2 separate regions of the Hordeum vulgare genome follow, and region 1 is linked to region 2. Evidence: chromatin contacts called from public Hi-C data. All regions are on one chromosome and are shown on one strand. The core of a region is the stretch at or near the end of the contact, and the rest is flanking DNA. Distances in the headings are between cores, read along the strand shown.

Evidence for each region. Hi-C and Micro-C count contacts between places; a contact is called where the count stands out from the background.
Region 1: a Hi-C map of seedling shows a contact between it and region 2, with 8 times the contacts expected there. The contact joins the promoter of LOC123425828 here to the promoter of LOC123425826 in region 2. A contact is called at or near these places in 2 of 6 Hi-C or Micro-C datasets (leaf and seedling).

The regions. Positions count from the first base shown.
Region 1 is chr2H:199,660,243-199,666,581 of MorexV3_pseudomolecules_assembly, forward strand. It overlaps LOC123425828 (cysteine-rich receptor-like protein kinase 10), which reads right to left and starts at 4,696. Exons shown (of 7, transcript XM_045109564.1): 1 at 3,749-4,696; 2 at 1,541-1,678. The coding sequence starts at 4,613.
Region 2 is chr2H:198,864,429-198,870,937 of MorexV3_pseudomolecules_assembly, forward strand. LOC123425826 (cysteine-rich receptor-like protein kinase 6) reads right to left here and starts at 3,220. Exons shown (of 7, transcript XM_045109562.1): 1 at 2,295-3,220; 2 at 1,378-1,512; 3 at 1,081-1,211; 4 at 791-1,001; 5 at 462-699; 6 at 237-387; 7 at 1-144. The coding sequence starts at 3,153.

The sequences.
Region 1 (6,339 bases), core at 3,446-5,945, 800 kb after region 2:
AACCATCCCTCGCGTCGCCCCCGCCGTGGGCGACTCGGGGGCTCCCAAGCCCTAGGCGCCGCCGCCGCTCTCTCATCCTCCCCTCCTCGCCGCCGCCAGGTGACGCCGCCGGTAAAACACGTGTGGCAGACGGCGGCGGCGGGGGACTCCCTCTCCCGGCTCCCCTTCCTCCGCGGGCGGCGGATCTAGGTGGTTGACGGCGGTGGCTTGTGGCGATCGCGATCGGGCGTGAGGGGGCAGGCCTCGGCGAGCGGTGGCGGGGAGTGGGGCGCACGGCGGCGGCCCGCGGCAGGCGGTGGCGGGCGTTGGGCTAGCGGCGGTGCTCCGGCGGGTGCAGGCGGTGCTGGCCCCTGTACGCGGTCGGTGGATCCCTCTTTGACCCGGACGGCGCGGGGGGTGGCGGCGGCTGTGGCGGCGGTCCTCGCTGGATGCTGGTGGCCATGGTGTTGCTTCTCGTCGACCCCGATCTACTCCGATCTGCAGCGGATCCGGCCCCAGATGGCTTCTCGCTGTTCTTGGATGCTAGCCCTGCAGATCCGGTGGTTGGAAGGGTTCCGGGGGAGTCCCTTGGCCGGTGCGGCGGCCACTCCGAAGGCAGCACCTTTGGGTGTTGTTCCCCTTGTTGGAGGCTTTGGAGAGGATCCCCTTCCTTCCACCCCTCCCAGGAGCTCAGGTGAAAACCTCAGATCCTCTTGGTCCAAGCGACGACGACACCGCGGTGGCATGTTCCTTCCTGAAGGTGTTGCTCGGGGGCTGCTCAAGCGGTGGTGGAGGTGGCGGCGGTTCGATGTCGGCGCATTTTGGCCTGCTACATCTTGGAGGCTGTGACGTCGGCGGCGCTCGTCTGGTGGAGCAACAACATTGCTGTTTGCGTCATCAGGCTCTGGATGCTCCGGGGGAAACCCTAGATCTGGGTCTTCCTGGATCAGACGATGATGGCGTTTTATCGCCCTCCCTCCTGGGGGCATCGTTTTGGAGCAAGTCCTGGCTGGAGGAATGGTGGAGCGGTGCTTCATCTCACACATTGATGGCGGCGGATATCGGCGGCATGGCGCTGTGGGGACTCGGCGTCCGATGCGTGGAGATGGACTCGCGCAGGAGGAGGTAGCTATCTGGCGTCATGGTGACGTCAATGGCAGAGTGGCTACACAAGGTAGAAGCCTCAATATTTGCTCTAAAGACGGACCGGTGGAAGATGGCGGCGATAGCACACGAGTGCGTCAGATCGGTTTTGTGCCCTAGACCCGGTATGTGGCAGATGGCTTGACCGGATCTGCTGGGGCTTCCGACTTTCGATGTTAGGCTTAGGTAAGTGATCTGGGTATGTGGCCCAGCTAGCACCCCTTCATCATATGGATAGGAGTAGCAACAGATGTTGCGAAGATGGCGGATTCAGACATGTTGTTGTAATACTTTGTAAGGTCCTCGAGAATAATAAATAAAATGGCCGCATGCATCTCCCTGATGCAGAGGCCGGGGGTCATCCTCCTTTTCTAAAAAATATATATATATGTTTAACCAAAAATAATAAGGGACTTACATGATAATGATGCCTTTAGTGCCGCCGGTTTGCTCTTCCTCCTCCATAGACAAAAGCAAATTACAACAGCAGCCAGTATTGCAACGACTATCGGTAGTGCAATGGCTAAAATTCTAACAGTTCCATTCCTTGTGCCTCCTGTAAATGAAAGGCGACAGTCAGTACAAGATACATTGAAGAGGATCCTACAAGACTCTAAGAGATGATGCAACTGCCTTGTTGTCACACATTTTGAAGATAATGAAGCTACTATGTTGAAAACTGCAAAGATATCACTGGAGAAAATCCATTAATATCTTTGATGTCTAGTTGTTTACAGTGCTGAAAGCTTTTATGTCTAGCCTCTTTGAATTCAGACATGGACATGGGTAGGAAATCTGAATGTGTTATTTCGCCTGAGTTCCAATGCCAAGGAATATACTCTCTCGAAAACAAAAGGAATAAAAAAATATAGTTGCATTTTTAGTTGTAAACAGCCATGAAAAGCCTGTGTAATCACTAATGACCCGTCTAAAAAGGAAAAAAAAAAACATGTGCTCATGCAGAAACACCAGAAGATATTTTGTTCGTCAATATTCCTACTTAGGCTGGTCGTAATGGGAATATCATAGGTAGTATCATGCATGCCAACTAGGCAACTTTGATGAGGTGTCATAGAATTAAATGAGGAAAGAGAGGGTTCAGTATCATGCATATTATGATACCGTATCAGTAATAGATGATTTGCTACTATGTGTCATGCATGACAATAAATAAACTACCTTAGACTACTGACATATAATATTATGCATTACAGATCTAGTATCATATATTAGTATCATGTATATGATACTAGTATATGATACTCTTCGTTACAACCAGCCTTAGACCAAATCGTGGAAGAGTCAGGAGTGCTATAAATTCCAACACGGACCCTTTGCAGAAGAGTTTTTATGGCTAGCAATTAGCCAAGCATGCACAACTGGCCCGGTCATCACAAGACTTTGAACTCGTATAATTCTCTGTTTTGTCCAGTCAATTAACAGATAGCTACGGGACTACACAGAAGTCAAGACCAAACAACAGAAATTTCCAAAGTTTCCTGTTGCGAGCAATCTTTCCCTCGTTTACTTACTTTGTTAGTTTACCATGGTTTGTTTTGTCTGAACTATCGTACACACTAATTACTTCCGAATTCTTTACAGAACTATGAAGATTGGATTGGTTATTTTAGCACAACTGAATCAGACTGTAAAAAAGCCCCTGGCTGGTGTTGACAGTCTATAACTATATGCTAGAATCAAATTAAATAATACTAGAACTGTGGTGTGTAAATCCAAATGGACTCGATCCGTTCCAGCTTGAGTTTCTACTTTTTCCTTTCTTTGCAGATCGAACCTCACTGTTTTAACTTCCCAAAAAAAATTAAAACCTCACTGAATAGCTGCACTTTTAGTTGTAAACAGACATGAAAAGCCTGTGTAATGGGTAATGGTCCGTCAAAAAGGAAAAATTCCATGTGCTCATGCACAAACACCAGAAGATATTTTACTTACTTAGAGCAAATCATGGAAGAGTCAAGAGTGCTATAAATTCCAACACGGACCCTTTGCAGACGAGTTAAGGCTAGCAATCAGCCAAGGAAATAACTTTCAATGAGAATTCAATGAAATTCATTGAATTTCATTAATTTCAGCAATTTCAGTAGCACACAAGAAATAAAAAAAATTCAAAATATTTTTCCAAAATTTCAAATATTTAATGAAAATTAAGTGAATATTTCGGCCCTTTGGCCGAAATGCAAACTGAAATAAGGCCTGGCCAGATCGTCAGAAGACTGAGAACTCATATAATTCTGGTTGTTGTCCAGTAAATTAACTGATAGCAACGGGACTACGCAGAAGTCAGGACGGAACAACAGAAACCAATTGCTTCCGAATTCTTTACAGAACTTTGAAGATCTTCTGTGAAAAGGCTCCTGGTTGGTGTTGACAGTCTATATTTTTATGTTCGAAATCAAATTAAATAGTAAAATTGTGCTGTGTAAATCTAAATGGAGTCGATCCAGTCCGCAATGAGTTTCTACGTTTTCGTTTCTTGGCAGATCGAACCTCAAATGTTTTACCTTTCAAAACAATGAAACCTCACTGTTTTGTCCCTCAAATGTTTTACTTCTGGTCTAAAGACTGAATCGTACAAATAAGATGGAAGTTATTTCTCCAAGCTCACCTCCTCTGACTGGTGGTGGCGTCACGTTGTCCGGCGCTGGAGATGGAGCTTCCCCCACGGATGGTGCCGGGAGCTGCAGCAGAGAAGGCCCGGTGAAGAAGGGATACTGCTCGTACCTGTAGTTGCACTGCAATCCAAGAATTCTACCACCCTGCCTCCCGCTTAGGTACTGGGGCATGTCCGCGATGATATTTCCGAGGCAGCTCCGGCAATCGGTCGGTGCCATGTCTGGCCTGCACTGCGCCACACCGTAAATCTTCGGTTTCCCCTTGTCGATCGTCTCGAACCCCTTCTCCCCTGTGCCGAATCGCCTGGATGAGTTCGTGGCCGCGTACTCGGCGGTGGCGTTCAGGAGGATACCCACGGCGGTGTTGAACACCTCCTTCACTGGCTCGGTCACGTTCTGCGTGTTCATCAGTATGAGGGCGTTGTTGTCGCCGCCGGTGGGGGAGAGGATATTCTTGTTGGAGAAGCCAACGTAGCAGTGGTCTTCGTAGACGGCGGCGACCTTATTGTAGGGGCAGAGCTGCTGCGCGCCCTTGAAGCCGTTGGAGACGCAAGTGCCGCAGGTGGAGGCGTTGGCGTCGCCGCGGCAGAGCGCGAGCGCGTACACGATGTCCGGAACGGTGCCGATGCTGGCGAACGCGAAGAGCGTCCGCGAGGAGGAGGCGTTCTTGGGAAGGGTGGTGGAGAGGGCCTGGATGTTAGCCTGGTAAGTGCTGTTCTGGGTGAACATGCTGGTCTTGTCGTCGCAGTTCTGCCACTGGGATTGGGAAGATGCCAGCGGCGGGAGGAGGAAGGCAAGGAGGAGGGCAGCGGCGGTGGCGAGGTAGGAGGGGATGCGGCCGCGGTGGTGCGAGGCCATGGTGTTTGGCCGCTTGGGCGAGCCGACGAGTCGTCAGTAGTGGTGGAAGATGCGGCAGTGGCTCGACTACAAAGCAAAGCGAAGCAAAGTAGTAGAAGGCTTATGCTGAGGGGGGGATACGGGAGGTAGGGTCTGGTGTTGACTCTTGTGGGGCTCGTTTGACTGGAATACTGTACTGGAGAGTCGTTGATGCTGGTGGTTCTGAAATCGTGGGGCCTCCTATAAATGCTCGCGGGGCCCAGCCACTCAGCCAGCTTCGGTAGCGGCTAGCGGCTAGCGGCCGTGTCTGACCCGACGACAGGGGTGGCCGACGCGACATGACCCTGGAGTCGGGAAGAAGAACCGAAACGACCGGGGGAAGTACTCCACGTGAGTTTACATGGCTCATATCAAACCTTCAATTATGTTTTTCCTGGTTTCACAAGAGGAAAAAGATCCAACTATTTCCACATGACAACAAGTGTCGAGTTAAGGCAGGTTCCCGTCGAACTTGACGGACTTTGTCCTCGCCGTGCGGGTACATGCACCGGTGCGTTTGGAACCGGAGAAATCCGCACATATTCTTCACCCTCTCTATTTTAATATCAATGCATCGTAATTTTATGTTTTGTAAATTCTGTTTTATTTTATACGTAAAACGTGATTGTAAAAAAATATAATTAATATAAAAATATTTTATATTACGTAAAATTATGAACATACAAAAATAGTGTAAAATATATAAAGAATTCATTTTTTTCTGGTATTATGACCTATATTTTTGTTTTTTCTTTTGTGAAATTTTCTTGCATTTTAGAATCAAATCAGTATATTTGCAATTGTTATGATTATGAAAAAATTACAGGCGTTTCTGAAAAAAAGAGCAAGATGCCCGTCCACACTTTACAACCGGGGATTACTCCTCATTCCGCATAAAATCAAAGAGACCTACTCGCCACTGCCCACCTCGATAGATTCCCTAGTTCGCATTGAGGTCATCGTGCTACCACCTACAATTCACTCTCCTATAAAATCCTATATGAATGTCGCGTGCTATTGAAGGGGAAGCCTTGTTGAACACATCATTATTCCTGTTTCCAAATTTCCTAGGTCACAAAGAGCAACCAATACTTGAAAAAGTCTTATACATGTTTCAAGTTAGTGACGGGCATAAATAGGAACCCGCCACTAATATTTTGGAAAATTTATTGTGCGGGTAGAAAAATCTACCCGCAATCGGAGATTCCACTACACTGGTGGGCGGTAATACCCATCCCCACAAATGAACTCTCCCAACTTGGATCGCATGATAAAAGTGAGCAGTGACGGGCACACTGGAATACCCACAACTAGTACATTAGGTAGGAGTGGCTGTGAGTATTTATGCACGCCACAGATAATTGTCATGAACCTTTTACAAATTTATTATATCCAGAAGTTAGCAGTAACGGGCAGTACAAAGCGCTCGTCACAAGTTTCTTTGCCCCAAATATTTCCAGTGAAACCATAAGTACTAAACCTAGAGTTATCTTAAATTTGAAGGGGAGCAAACATTAAAGTAAATCATATTTACTAATCCTAGAATAGCTAGTTTGTCCTCTACTTCGGGGGAGAGTGTCCAATTTTGTATGGGGAGTGCATCACGTTCTTCCTGTCACACTCTCAGACTTTTACCATCAACAACAATAAGCTACCCATCAGGGACGCTCTCCCCCGTTGTCCACGTCATCAGGGAGGACTCCAACCA
Region 2 (6,509 bases), core at 1,970-4,469:
CATCATCGGTCTATCAGCTGGGTCTTCTTGAACACACAGAAGTCCGATGTGCATGCACTTGAGCATCTGGTCTCCAGGAGAATGGCTAGTCATGGACGAATCCATGATCTCTACAATTGTTCCCATCGTCCAGTGCTCCCAGACCTGTGTTCAGTAGATGGAGTATTATTGTTATTACAAGTTGTAGCTTTGCCTAGAAGCCCAAACTTTTAATAGTCAAAACCCAAAGTACTCACCAAACTTAAGAGATCTACAGCTTGCTCGGAATCATATGCGACGCTGTTTCTTTTTCCAGTAACGATCTCTAAAATCAAGACGCCGAAGCTAAACACGTCCGACTTGATAGAGTAACTCCCACGCATAGCATACTCGGGGGCCATGTATCCGCTGAAATGAAAACATTATGTTACGGACTCATGCACTCTCAGATATCTTATAAGAGAAATGTCACCAGCACTTACTAGGTTCCGACGACACGGTTGGTGACATCATGGGATTGGTCACTTCCAAATAGCCTTGCTAAGCCAAAATCTGAAATCTTAGGATTAAAGTCAGAGTCTAAAAGAATGTTGCTCGCTTTGAGGTCCCGGTGAATTATCTTCAGCTGAGAATCTTCATGAAGATATTGTAAGCCTCGAGCAATTCCATTGACTATCCTAAATCTCATCCCCCAATCTAGCTGACTGCTCCTATCAGGATCTATCACAAGGAAAAGAAACATCAGAACCAACCAAAATATATTTTAGCTGTTTGTTCCACTGACGCAAAATGGTTTGGTGAGTTGCCCTACCAAAAAGAATGGTGTCAAGGCTTTTGTTGGGCATGTATTCATACGCAAGTAACTTTTCTTGTTCCTCCAAGCAAACACCAAGAAGTCTCACTAAATTCTTGTGTTGAAGCTTAGCAACCAAAACAAGCTCATTTTTCAGCTCCTCTATCCCTTGGCGAGAACTTTGAGAGAGCCTTTTAACTGCTATTTCTTCATTGTCAGGAAGGATTCCCTGTACAAATGGAGATATTTGTTTACTAGAAGTGCGATATACAGAATAAAAAGCCTTTTCGAAATAACATAATTAGCACCTTATAAACCACACCAAACCCTCCTTCACCAAGTTTATTCCTTTCATCAAAGTTATCTGTTGCGACTCGTAGAGTTGATAGATCGAGAATGAGTGAATCAATGCTCTGTATGTCCTCTGGATTGGTTGGATCTATCATACGAGAAAAGACACTTTAATAATGGTGTAATGCATGAACGTAACTATTTTCGAATGCCAAAAGGAAAACCTTAGTTTCGATTGAAACGTTTTAAAAAACTGATTCCATTTGTGAACAATAAAGGACTTGAATGCTTTGCAAAAATATATAAATACTTACACGATAGTGATGTCTTTCGCGCGGGTGTGCTCTTCCTTCTCCATAGATAAAGACAAATTACAACAGCAGCCAGTACTGCAGCAACTATCGGCAGTGTAATAGCTAAAATTCTAGCTGTTCCGTTCCCTGTGCTTCCTGTAAACGGAAGGCGCCAGTAAGTGGATGGAATAAAAAGTCCTTTTTCTATGAATCGCCAGATAGTGATTCATGGAAGATAAGGTGGGAAACTGCAGTTACGCTTTTAACTGTAACTTCTTCTATGAGTAACAACTAGCAAACACCATGTTATTTGCATTGCCTTAAAAAGCTTGTGGAAGGGAGAATGTATGCTCATGCTCATGCACAAGCACCACAAAATAAAGAAGATATTTTGTTCGTCAAAATTCCTACTTAGACCAAATCATGCAAGAGTAAGAGTGCTACAAATTCCAACACGGACCCTTTGCAGACGAGTTTTTATGGCTAGAAATCAGCCAAGCATGCACGCCTGGCCGGGTCCTCACCAGACTTTGTACGAGTATATAATTCTCCGTTTTGTCCAGTCAATTAACTGATAGCTACGGGACTGCATCTCCAAAGTTGCGTGTTGAGAATAGTCATTCCGTCGTTTACTAGTCTTATTTAGTTTGCCAAGGTTTTGTTTTGTGCCAATTTTCGTACTACAAGCCAACTGCTTCCGAATTCTTTAAACAACTCTGAAAAAGATTGGAGTGCTTCTTTTAGCCACCGGTTGGTGTTGATGGTATACATATTTACTCTGAAGATCGGAGTATATGTTAGAATCAAATTAAACAATAACTGTGTTAATCTAAATGGGACTCGATCCAGTCCGCTTAAGTTTCTACGTTTTTGTTTCTTCACGGATCGAATTACGGAATTACTTCTTATCTGAAGGATGAATATTTGTGCAGGCTCACCTCCTCCGGCTAGCGGTGGCTTCACGTTCGCCGGCGCTGGAGCTGGAGCCAACCCCACGGATGGCGCCCGGAGCTGCAGCAGGGAAGGCCCATTGAAGAAGCGATACAGCTCATACCTGTAATTGCACCGCAATTGTTGAATCCGGCCACCCTTCCTCCCACTGAAGTATTGCGGCATCATCGCGATGATACCCTGGAGGCAGGTCCGGCAATCGGCCGGTGCCATGTCCGGCGTGCACTGCGCCAGACCGTAAATCTTTGGATTAGCCTCGTCGACCGTCTCGAACCCCGCCTCTCCAGTGCCGAACCTCCTGGAGGAATTCGCAGCCGCGTAATCGGCGGTGGCGTTCACGAGGACGCCCACGGCGGTGTCGAACACCTTGGCCGGTACGGACATGTTCTGATTGTTCAGAAGGATGAGTGATCTGCTGTCGCCATTGGTGGAGGATAGGAAGTTCTGGTTAGAGAAGCGGAGTGCGCAGGGGTCGTAGAAGATGGTGGCATCCTGGTTGTACGGGCAGCGCTGCTGCGCGTCCAGGAAGGCCGTGGCGACGCATTCGCTGCAGTTGGCCGCGCTGGTGTCCCCGCGGCAGAACGCGAGCGCGTAGACGATGTCCGGGAGGGTTCCGAAGGTGTCGGTGGCGAAGAGCGTCGGTGAGGAGGAGGTGTTCTTGGGGAGGGTGGCGGAGAGGCGCCGGATGTTGGCCTGGTAGGTGCTGTTCGCGGTGAAGTTGCCACTGCTGCCGCAGAACTGTCCGAGGGGGTCGCCGGATGCTGGAAACGCGATTATGAAGGCAAAGAGGAGGGCGGCGGCGGGGGCGAGGTAGGAGGGGATGTGGCCGCCGTGATGCGAGGCCATGGTGTTTTTAGCCGTCTGGGTGATGGCCTGATGGGGGAGGCCGTAGAACGGTGGAGGATGCGGTGGTGGCTGCTGGCAAGTAAGGCGAAGCAGGGGAGAAGAGCAGGGGAGGGGTGCGGGAGGTGGGGTCTAGTGTTGACTTGGGTGGGGCTCGTTTGACTTGACTACTGTACTGAAGAGTGGTTGGCGGTTCTGATATCGTGGGACCACCAATAAATGCTCGGAGGGCCCAGCCACTCAGGCAGCTTCGGTGGTGGCTATCGGCCGTGTCGACCCGGCGACAGCGGTGGCGGACGAGACATGGCCCTGGCCCCTGGGGAAGAACCGAAGCGACCGGGGCAAATAGTCCACGTGAATTCTTTTTTGAACGTGGCCTAGGTCGACCCTTCAGTTGCGTTTTTCCTGGTTTCACCAGTGGAGTACAACGATTTCCACACGACAACAAGTGTTCGAGTTAACGGACTTTGTCCTCGCCGTGCGAGTACATGCACCGATGTCAGCCTGTAGTTCAGAGTGAGATTTAGTGAGACTAATCGTCTCATTTCATTTAAATTGCTTCAGTGGAATTTTACTGGATACAAATAAAATTAGGGTCTGTTTGGTTTCAATAAATCAGGTGACTTAAAATCAGTGATTTATAAGTCACGCCTGTTTGGTTGGCATCTGAGTTATAAGTCACCTGACCACACAAAAGTAAGTGACTTATAAGTTTTAAGTTGGGGTGGAGCAACTTATAACTTATAAGTTGGGTCTGTTTGACAAAATAAGTCACTTTTTGCACTTTTCAACTTATAAGTTGGTGACTTATTTGGAACCAAACAGGCTCTTAATCGGTTGTCCCATTTAACCCACTAGGACCCACCTACTCCCTTCATCCACATATATAAGCCTTATTAAGCTGGTTGTAATGGAAGTATCATATAGTAGTATCATGCATATGATACTGGTGTATGATACTACACCCGTAATGCATAGTTTCATAGGATATATCATTTATTGTCATGCATGACATATAGTAGCACAACATTTAATATGATACGGTATCATAATATGATACTCAACTCTCTCTTTCTTCATTTAATTCTATGTCACATTATTAAAATTGCCTAGTTGGCATGCATGATACTACATATGATACTATCATTATGACCAGCCTTATATTTTCCAAAATGATTACTGAAATTTTACTGGATACAAACAAAATTAACCAGTTGTCCCATTTAACCCACTAGGATCCACCTACTCCCTTCATTCACATATATAAGCCTTATTACATTTTTCAAGGTGATCGGTGGAATTTTAGTGGATACAAACAAAATTAATCGGTTGTCCCATTTAACCCACTAGGACCCACCTACTCCCTTCATCTACATATATAAGCCTTATTACATTTTTCGAGGTGACCTTTTATTAAGAGTTAACATAATAATACTCCTTTCATCAGAGTTTACAGGGCATGTACTTAGTTTTAAGTTAATAATTTAAGTAGCTAGATATGTATCATATGTGATAAAAATATATGTTCAGAAACTATGGCCCTGTTTGAAAGCACTTAGATTATATAATCTAGTTTTTATAATCTATTCTGTCTCCAAACAGGACAGATTATGGTGTAGATTATAAAATCTAGATGAACAGATTATTAAAAACTCATAATCTACTCTACCCCAGCTAAAATCAGATTATGGATTGGTAATGATTCATTACCCTTGTAAGTTGGAGATAATTACATTTCTACCACCACCACCCTTCTCTTTTTAAAAAAAAACAAAGGACGAACATGTCATTATGCTATGTAAAACTTGGATTACAGTTTATATAATCTGGCCTCCAAACATGTTCACCTAGATTATTTTTATAAATCAGATTATATAATCTATCTTCATAATCAAGATTATCATAATCTATTATGGTTCCAAACAGGACCTATATCAACTTAAGAAACTAATGATATACTTTTTGTGATATATAATACATATTTAATTAATCAAATCAATGATGTAGAACCACGTGTATGCCCTCTAAATCGAGATGGAGGGAGCATATGACATGCATGTTATACAAAAGCATACCATCCAATTCATATGTAAATAAATTTCTAATGATATTTTATATTATACATCTCATATACTAATAATTTTATATGACATGCATGTTATACAAAAGCATACGAGCCAATTCATATGTAAATAAATTTCTAATGATATTTTATATTATACGTCTCATATACTAATAATTTTATCATTTATCAAGGGCTACATGAAAAAACGTATTAAACCCTATATATGTGAACGGAGGAAGTATTTCGTTTAATCTATTAACACTAGTGGAAAATAGACCTTCCATCCGGACATTTAGTCCCGGTTGGGTTTGGGCTTGAGACTAATGTGAGCATTAGTCCCGGTTTCAACGGCTAGGAGCGGACGGGGGCACGGTCGACATTACTCCCCGTTCAAATGGGACCTTTAGTTCCGGTTGGTGATACCAACCAGGATTAAAGGGGTTGCGGATGGCTAGGGCCCTTGTAAGCCTCTTTAGTTCCGGTTGATATCACCAACCGGGACTAAATATAGACCTTAAGTCCCGGTTGGTGATACAAACCGGGACTAAAGTCTTCCCTATATAAAGCTCTGCTTCTTCCTGCCCGAGTCCAAGCTTTTTCTCTTCTCTGTTTCCTTTTCCAAGATCAAGTTCATCCTCCATTTTTGCCAATATTTGTCAAGATTGAAGGCGCCCCATCTATCCAAGTGTTTTAAAAGGTTGGAAACTTCATCCTTTCATCTCTTATTGCTAGTTTAGCTCTTTTCATGCTCTATAAGTATAGTGATTTGTGTGTTTTAGTTTGGAAGTAATTATGTGAGAGTTTTATTTGATTTATATGCAATTTGAGCTCAAATTAACTTCTTAGTTTGCATATGTGTAGGTGTAGTTTACTTATTAGTGCCTTCCCATCCCAGCCCTCACCGCAGTCGATCGCCCACGTCGTCCCGTCGTCGGCACCACCTTGGTGAGTCTCTTGTTCTTATCCTTTTTGTAGATTTGTATGATCTAGATAGTTACTTGTATACTTTTCTTACTTGTATGATTTTTTGTTATATATATATAGTGCCATGGTTTTGATATTAGTCCCCGTTGGCCCTCGTCCGGTTTATGATTCGGATCTGGGATATTATCTTTTATAACTATTTCTTTCATTTCATGTTTATGACAATTATGACCATCAAGGAAATAATGAGCCGGTGGCTCTATGTATAATAAGGCTGCAGGTGAGCAATGTTCCAAGGCCGGGTTGTCTCTGCTTCAGTAGTGTTCTTATCATGTCGTAGATCGATCAGGTAATATGAACCATTGTTGAG